2 separate regions of the Sus scrofa genome follow, and region 1 is linked to region 2. Evidence: chromatin contacts called from public HiChIP or PLAC-seq data. All regions are on one chromosome and are shown on one strand. Each heading gives the region's core, a stretch centred on a gene start, on an enhancer-like site or on the middle of the called end of the contact. The rest is flanking DNA. Distances are from core to core; before and after follow the strand shown. Region 1 overlaps LOC106507918 (a long non-coding RNA gene). Region 2 overlaps LOC102166141 (a long non-coding RNA gene).

Evidence for each region. HiChIP or PLAC-seq counts read pairs in DNA pulled down with a chosen protein or histone mark.
Region 1: an H3K27ac HiChIP or PLAC-seq map of skeletal muscle shows a contact between it and region 2. The contact joins two enhancer-like sites. A contact is called at or near these places in 1 of 47 Hi-C or Micro-C datasets (embryonic fibroblasts) and 1 of 2 datasets of contacts at active chromatin or transcription factors (skeletal muscle).

Annotation. Positions count from the first base shown.
Region 1 is chr10:50,479,630-50,483,615 of Sscrofa11.1, forward strand. LOC106507918 (a long non-coding RNA gene) reads left to right here. Exons shown (of 5, transcript XR_002336368.1): 3 at 1-90. Among named protein-coding and RNA genes, the nearest start is that of ARHGAP21, 60 kb to the right of the region's middle. Within about 2 kb of position 2,627, at least 26 of the 83 cell types and tissues checked have an H3K27ac peak or open chromatin away from gene starts, as enhancers often do. A contact at or near this core is called in skeletal muscle, where this site is marked.
Region 2 is chr10:50,260,902-50,264,939 of Sscrofa11.1, forward strand. The region is part of intron 3 of LOC102166141 (a long non-coding RNA gene); the gene reads left to right. LOC102166227 (a long non-coding RNA gene) reads right to left here. Exons shown (of 4, transcript XR_002336361.1): 4 at 1,481-3,634. Among named protein-coding and RNA genes, the nearest start is that of THNSL1, 48 kb to the right of the region's middle. Within about 2 kb of position 2,705, at least 45 of the 83 cell types and tissues checked have an H3K27ac peak or open chromatin away from gene starts, as enhancers often do. A contact at or near this core is called in skeletal muscle, where this site is marked.

The sequences.
Region 1 (3,986 bases), core at 1,377-3,876, 220 kb after region 2:
CAATTTCGGCTGATAAAGTGAACCAACCATCTGGTCTGTGCTTAGGACTGCAGTGCTGATCCTCAGAACATTCAGCACAAGGAGCCAAAGGTAAACATTTCCCATAAAACCTACGTGTGTGTGTGTGTGTGTGTGTGTGTGTGTGTGTATACATACAAATGTAAAACTGTGTGCGTAGACTTAGTACAATCCTCCAACATACACAAGTTCTCAATGTTGGCCCAACGAACTTCAGAGTGAATGTCATTTAGAACATGAGTTAGATAAATACAAATACATAGATGTCAGTTCCTTGCTGGGCTACGTTTTCAATTTTCCCTGTTGGATAGGACCCTGCTTTTCATTCCCAGAGCAGAGGAGGAAACAAACTTTCCCTCTTTGAGTCACCAAATGCTGCCTCTCTTGCAACCAACAGAAAAGACTGTGAAGATATTCAAGGAACGTGTATCCCCCCGAGAGCCGGTTTTTTCCTGGGAGAGCTATTTGTTTTCCAATCAGGAAAAGGTTCTCTTGATAATCACGTGACCCAGGTCTTCCCAGATCTTCCCTCCCAACTGTTATTTAAAGGTTGGAGTGGCCATAAAAATAACCTCACAGAGAAGACGAAGGATTACTCACTAATTATGCTGCCTTCCCACTCATCCTTCTTGCCAATCTGGACTTTCTGCCAACTTTTTTTCCCCTAACATTAAAAAGCAGAAGCAGGAGGAGTTCCCACTGTGGCGTAGTGGAAAGGAATCCAACACGTATCCATGAGGATGCAGGTTCGATCCCTGGCTTCGTTCAGGGGGTCGGGGATCTGGCATTGCTGTGAGCTGCAGTGTAGGTCAAAGATGCGGCTGGGATCCTGCGTTGCAGTGGCTCTGGTGTAGGCCAGCAGCTGCAGCTCCGTTTCGAGCCCTAGCCTGGGAACTTCTATGCCACAGGAGCTGTCCTAAAAAGAAAAAAAAAATTTAAAAAAAAAAAAAAAAAAAAGCAGAAGCAAGAGAAGGCAGCAGAAAATGGGAACAAATTAGGCTTCAAAATAGAAGTGTTCAATGTGGCCCCCACAACTTGTGTTCCTTCATCTAGTGACTGGTAACCTGAGGTCTACTTGCTGAAGGCCAGTATCTGGTAACAGGAGATGGAGCAGCCTCTCTCTCTTTTTTTTTTTTTTTTTTAATGGCCACGCCCTTGACATATGGATACCAAATCCAAGCTGCAGCTGGGACCTCTACCACAACCACGGCAACACCAGGGCCTTAACCCACTGAGCCACAGCGGGAACTCTGGAGCAGTCTCTTGAGGATGGAGGATGTGCCAAGTTAACGTTCACTCTCAAACACAATTTTTCTCAGGGTTTCCAGCACAAAATAAGTTTAAACAAACACAATATAAAAGATATAAATGAAAAAACAATCTGTGTGTGGAGTTCCCGTTGTGGCACAGTGGAAATGAACCTGACTAGTATCCATGAGGACTTAGATTCGAGCCCTGGCCTTGCTCAAGGGGTTGAGGATCCAGCATTGCCATGAGCTGTGGTGTAGGTCACAGACGTGGCTAGGATCTGGCGTTGCTGTGACTGTGGCGTAGGCTGTGGCTACAGCACCGATTCGACCCCTAGCCTGGGAACCTCCACATGCCGCGGGTGCGGCCCTAAAAAGACAACAACAAGAAAACAATCTGTGAAATAAAATTCATAGAAGTCACTTGTTCAGAGCATCATTGCAAAACAGTCTAAACTGGGGGTCTTCAAACATTTTTGCTCACAGCTCGCCACCCACCAGAGAAAGAATTTTACAGAACTCTGCACTTTCTCACCTGTTTTAAAGATAACATCCAAGATCTTTCAGCATAAGTTTAAATGGTTGCCAAGGACGTAGTTTCCAGCAGATTGTAAGTGTTAATATTTTAAAAGAAAAGTACACATCACTTTGAAATGTGTCTTGGTAGAATCAACATCTAGACAATTTGAAACATTTTCATCCACTTAAAATATACATGAAAACTCTCTCTTACATAACACCTGGAAATGGTATGTTCTTTATTTGTATCTTTTCCATTTGCCACATAATTTTATCCTCGTGGAGTTTATTTTTATCCTTAAATCTTTAATTAACCACACTGTTAGGCTTCCCAGCAACAAAATAGGTTTACAAACTGTGTTGCTGGCTGGAATTTGGAAGGAGGATGGAAGATAGATTTATGGTCCAAGGGAGTGAAGCATCCCCAGGATTGGTTCAGTGTCATGCTCTGTGGGAGGAGCAAACCGCAGGATGCCCAGGACCTAGATCTTCCACTGGTTTATCCGCAGTGCCCAAGCTGCAGGGTCTTAACGGGGGAGAGCAGGAGGCAAGTAAAAATAGAAAGTGCTGTTATGGGGCAAAACTCTCTGTAAGACTTTGAGAACAAAGCAGCACCACCTTGGCCTAAAGGGTGAGTGTGGCCTGAAAGTGGGAAAAAAAGATCTGTCCTTACACTTCAGCGAGTCCATTTCTGAGTGTCATGGACACTGTGAGACTGTGATCCTGAGAAACAGCAGGCACATCAGCATTTGTAGCCTGACTCCGATAGTGGCTGCCACACAGAGGCTGGCGGAGCTCACGCCAGAACCAGCCCTCGGGCAACATCTGTTGTGAGCAGCAGCCCCGTTGGCAGGCCCACGATGATGGCCCTGGCTGGGCAGACACACCCTGACATCAGGCACAGCACCCCCAGAGTAGCAGTGTCTCGGGTGGTTGCCATGGTTTCAGTGGCAGCTGACGAGAGCAGCCTTGGCCAAGTACCAGTTCTTCTGCTCAGTTGGGAGCTTTACTGCAAACTCCAGGGAGACATTCCCCAGAAGGAGCCCAAGTGGTCACAAGTGGCCAACACAGGAAAGACGTATTTGCAAACCCATGTGAAATACCAACTGGGCACCCCTCCCAAACTTGGTATCAACTTGCAAGGGTCCCAGTGCTGCTGCCCTGGCAGAGGGAAGCCAGAACCAAGAAGCCTCGCTTTTCACTCAACACAGCCCTGTTTTGGCCTCAGACATTTGTGGGCTGGGCAAACGAGGTCCGACAGAATCTCTCCAAAACTTGCAACAGACCAGCCCATCATTATGAGATAAATAGTGGCTGGAAAATAGGAGATTCAAAACTGAAAGTGCCAGGTTGGCATCAGAGTTTAACTCAAAGTGCCCTCCAGGCTATGAGGCCTGCCTTTGCCTATTCTGTCCAACATCAGCTGGGAATTTTCCGATATGGGAGATGACCTGATCTAATTAAGGGGAAATGGTATTACTGTAGGTCAAATCAGAGCAAAGTAAGTCAAGAAAAGCAGAAGCTAGCCTGTCAAGGCCTCCCTTCCAATGCTTACACAAGAGGAGAAATAAAGGGGTATTTGCTGATAATCAGCTAGAACTAGGGAGTTCCTGCCTAGAAAATGTTGGCCACTAAATAACCATGACCTTAACCGAAGGGCACTGAGCTGAGTTTAGTCGTACTTGCAGAGAGTCTGAAGTTCTCTGAATGAGAAGATGTGCCAAGTATTTCACTGAGGCATGAAATCCCCATCCTCTCTCCGCAGCATAGAGGGAGGCGGGCGGGAAGAGAGCCTGGGCTCGGGGGAAAGCTTCACGCCCAAAGACTGAGGCCCTACCTCCAGCAAGTCACCAAATACTCACAACCAGTGGGCAGCAGAGCCAGCCTGGCCAAGGACATGTTCTGCAAAGAACTTACTATATCCACTTGCAGGCTCCCTTTGGGTTTTTTTTTTTTTCCTCCAAGAAGCTGAGAAAAAGGTGGACTGTGACAGCTCTGGGCTGGGAAAGCATTCTGACTGCAGAAGACAAGTCAGCATGTGGACACCTTCCTGGAGGCCCCCAGACCCTGACCCACGTCGGCATGTATCTCCCTAAACCCCACTTAACCTGGATGAGTGCCGCTTGAGTTGCTGTTGAACATCAAAGCCAAATCCTTCCCGCTCTGAGTGTCAACAAGTTTGGCAGACTTTTGTCCACCATC
Region 2 (4,038 bases), core at 1,455-3,954:
TTAGAACAGCAACTTTCAAATTTTAGCAGGCAGAATCCCCAAGAAGGCTCCTCAGATGCGGATTGCTGGTCCCATCCTTCAGAGTTTCTGGTGGAGTAGTTCTGACTGGGGTCCAAGAATCTGCATTTCTAACAAATTCCTCGATGATGTGATGCTGCTGTTTGGGAGACCACATTCTGAAAGCCGCTGGTCTAGAAAGAAGTTGGGCCATGGGCTCTGGGCAGGCATAGCTTCCTTGCCCTTTGGGGAGGGCCCTTTGGAGGTGAGCCAGAGAGGGGTTTTCTTAAACATGGGGCCCAGGGCAGGGCTCTCTTGTCCAGTGCTACCTGGCAGCAGCAGCAGAGATTGCAGAGGACAATGCATAATGGGGTGCCTGCAACTCTGAATGCAGCCATTTTTGCAACACTGGCATCCAGTCATTTCACCAGGAGACATGTAGTCCCTCGCAACTGACCAGCCACTTTACTCCAACCAAGTCCAAGTGCCAGGGGGCACGAGGAGGCTCTCATTCCTTCTGTCACCAGTCATGGGATGACACAGCAGCAGGGTCAGCTGAGGTTCCAGTAAGAACAGGGATTACTTTGTTCACTCTGAGAAATGCTAACTAAATTCACTTGAGCACAAACCTTTTTTCTGGAGTCGCCTCTATTAACATCATGTGCAGATATTTTGGGAATCTGCCCTTTTCTAACAGCAGATTCAACTGTCTCTCCTGTCAGACTTTTAAAAAGGTAACCAAATGACCAAATAAAATATTTTTCTTACTTTCTCTAATCCAGAAGTAAGAGATGTCAAATGACTAAGCTTTGGCTAGTAGAGGGAAAGCTAAAAACAAAGTGACTTGGTGAAATCCCGGGGCCCACTGTCTACACTAAAGAGGCAGGAGAGTGGTCTGCGAGCGTTCCAATTAACCCCGCCTGGCTAACTGCACTTTTGTCCGACAGATTTTATGATAAAATCTGCAGCTCTCTTCTGACTTTGTATCAGGCACACCGAAGCTGTGATAGGCTACTTCTATTTTTTTTAAGCTCATGCATTCTTTCACCAGGATAGTTGTGACTAAGGTCTGAAAACACCAAGTCACGAATGAGCCAAATAACTGAGTCTTTGTCAGTAGGCCCCATCTCTCCCACAGCAGACTTGTGCATCTTGAACTTCTTTTCCTTCCCTGTGGTCAGGCTGTCACCATCAGCCCTCTCATTTTCCAGTCACAAGCCAGCACACGGAGGGAGTGACTTTCTCAAGGCCGCCTGACCACTCATCTCTCCCAGGCATCAGGGGAGCAATGTGGAGATGATATGCACCAGAAGATGAAGGGTTAATACACAGCTTATTAGCCTCTTGAAATAAAACCCCCTGAATTCGTTCAAGGACATCCTTTAAATTCCATTCCTCCAGCACTTTGTTTGCAAGAACATAAATAGCTCCTCTTCAAACACAAACTGAAAACCCAACCTAATAAAAGAGGTAAAACTGTTTCTGGACTGAAGTGCTTATTGTATTTGCACAGGTCAGAGCTATAGTGTTCACTCTGATCTCACTTTAAATAAAAGGCAAAGAATTTGAGTATAGCAGACTTGGTCTTAAGATTCCCATAAAATAGGGGACATTTTTCTCCAGCCACTGTGACGATGCACTGAGTCCTAGAAGGCTGCCTGTTGGTCAGCAAGCACTGGCTGAGTTGCTCAGATGCCCTGGTTGTAAAAGCGATGGACTATCCAGGGGAACTTGAGCGAAGAATTAGAAAAAGGAAATAGTTCCTGCATTGCTGTTGGAACTCACCTTAGATCATGAGCAAACCATGATGATAGTGGACAGAGAGAAGGAACCTTCTCGTAGATTCCTCTCTAAGAGGAGGCCCAGTGCTGTTTTTTCATTCCAGTTATAACTGGAAGAGCTGCTTACATCTCATCGAATTCAGTCTTCTGATTTTGCAAGTAAGAAAACCTAGACCCAGCTTTCGAGCACGAGCAGTTTGCTGTAGGTAGGTAGGCAGGAAGGAAGAGAGGGAAGCAAATAGCTAGTTTGGTAGAGAGCTAGGTAGGGAGGTGGGAGGTAGGTAAGCAGGTGGGAGGCAAGGAGGGAGGGAGGAAGGAAGTTCTCTACAGGAGCCAGTCCCCTCCTCTGGCTACAGCTAGACTTCTTTATAAGCTCGTCAAGAGATCAATAAAGGGTTTAGACAATTCATTTATGAACGCTTCTCACTTCATTCTGAAAATAGCAACGTGGTTATCTGAGGGGCCTGGCTAAGCTCCGGAAATAATATCGTAGAGTCTTTGGACGTAGCCTTAAGTAGAGGATTTGCTGGTAACTCTTGTAAATATTCTCTTCTGTTTTTCTGAATGTTCCTAAAATTTCACATTTACAAGAAAGCAAAAGGAAGTGACTTTATGATACTTTCCAATAATTTATCTGAATATTCTCGGGCTCCCAGCTGCTTTCTTCTGGCCTCTGTTTGTATTAGCAACGCCTCATGACACAGCATAAAGTGAATCTGGACAGAAGTTTCTAACACTGGTGAAAAAGAAGCACAACCAGTAGATTGCTGAAGTAATTTAAAAAAGAAAAGAGCCTGGGATAGTGCCCTGAAGGAGAAAACATCCCCTGATGTCTTGTCTTGTGGCAGCAGTAGACACAGATGGCTGGCGAAAGACAAGAGCTTCTATGGAGTGGGAGGAGTCTCCTCCAGAAACACAGCTTCCATTATCTCAGGAGGGCATGTAAGGACACGATTCTTGGCTTCTGGACCTTGCAGGAGAATCCGCCTGTTCACCTCGCGCTAACATCCACTAGGGGGAGGCAGGGTCCTTCTGCAGATTTCTACTGGGAAGAACTTGCCCAACAGCAGTCATCTGAAGTACTAAGTACATCTACTAAGTACTAAGTACATCTACTGAGTACTCAGGAACAATGGAAGCTGGGAGGGGATGAAGCTGTCACTTCTGCCTCAGCCACACCTCTCTTTGAGGAACTCTTAATTCATGGGTTTAGCTCTTCCTTTAGCAGCCTGTCATCGAGGGTTTATACAGTGTGTGTCTCAAGTCAGACAATGGGAAGAGTGGACATGAACACACACGAGGGGCCAGCCTTACTTCCGTTTTGGAATGATAGGTGGAAAGTGGAAGATAGGAAGCCTGTGATCTCCATTTACTAGTTGAAGACTGGTCAGCTTTCTCACCCCTCTTTCCTCCTACCTCGGTGATCACCTAGCAGTTGCTTCATCCATCTCTGACCTCAGCCACACACAAAGGTAGTTCACCTTTTTAGCAGGCAAGTGAAGCAAAAGTCTTTTTCCTTCAAAATTATAACTCCTCCTGTAACCGATTTCTGCAGTTTTGTGTTAAAGAGACATTTCTTGGGAGTCTTCAAATGTCCCCTATTAAAACGCCACAGATGTATGAGGGGAAAGTATGTTATAGTATTATTTACAGTAGCAAAATCATAAGGAGACTAGTTGCCCCATACCGAGGGAATAGAAGAATGAACAATGATGAAGCCACAGGATGTGATATGATGACAACTTTAAAATCATGCTTTAGGAGGCCCCAGGTGGCTCAGTGGGTTAAGGATCCCAGCATTGTCACTGCTGTGGCACAGGTGATTCCTGGCTCAGGAACTCTTCCTCTTGCTATAGCTGCAGGAAAAAAAAAAAAAAAAAAAATTAAACCATGCTTTAATAATTATTTTATTTTTATTTTTGGCTGCCTCAAGGCATATGGACTTCCCGGGCCAGGAATCAGATCCAAGCCACAGCTGCAATCTATACTGCAGCTATGGCAACGCTGGATTCTTCAATCCACCGTGCCAGACCAAGGACCAAACCTGCATCCTGGCGCTGCAGAGACACTGCCAATCCTGTTGCACAGTGGGAACTCCAGTAATAATTTTAATGACATAAGAAATGATTGCCAAATAGTGTTAAGTGGAGATCTGATATTAAAAAGTGATCTCAATTTTTTTTTTCTTTTTATGGCCACACCTACAGCATATGGAAGTTCCTGGGCTAAGGGTCGAATCGGAGTCACAACTGCCATGGCA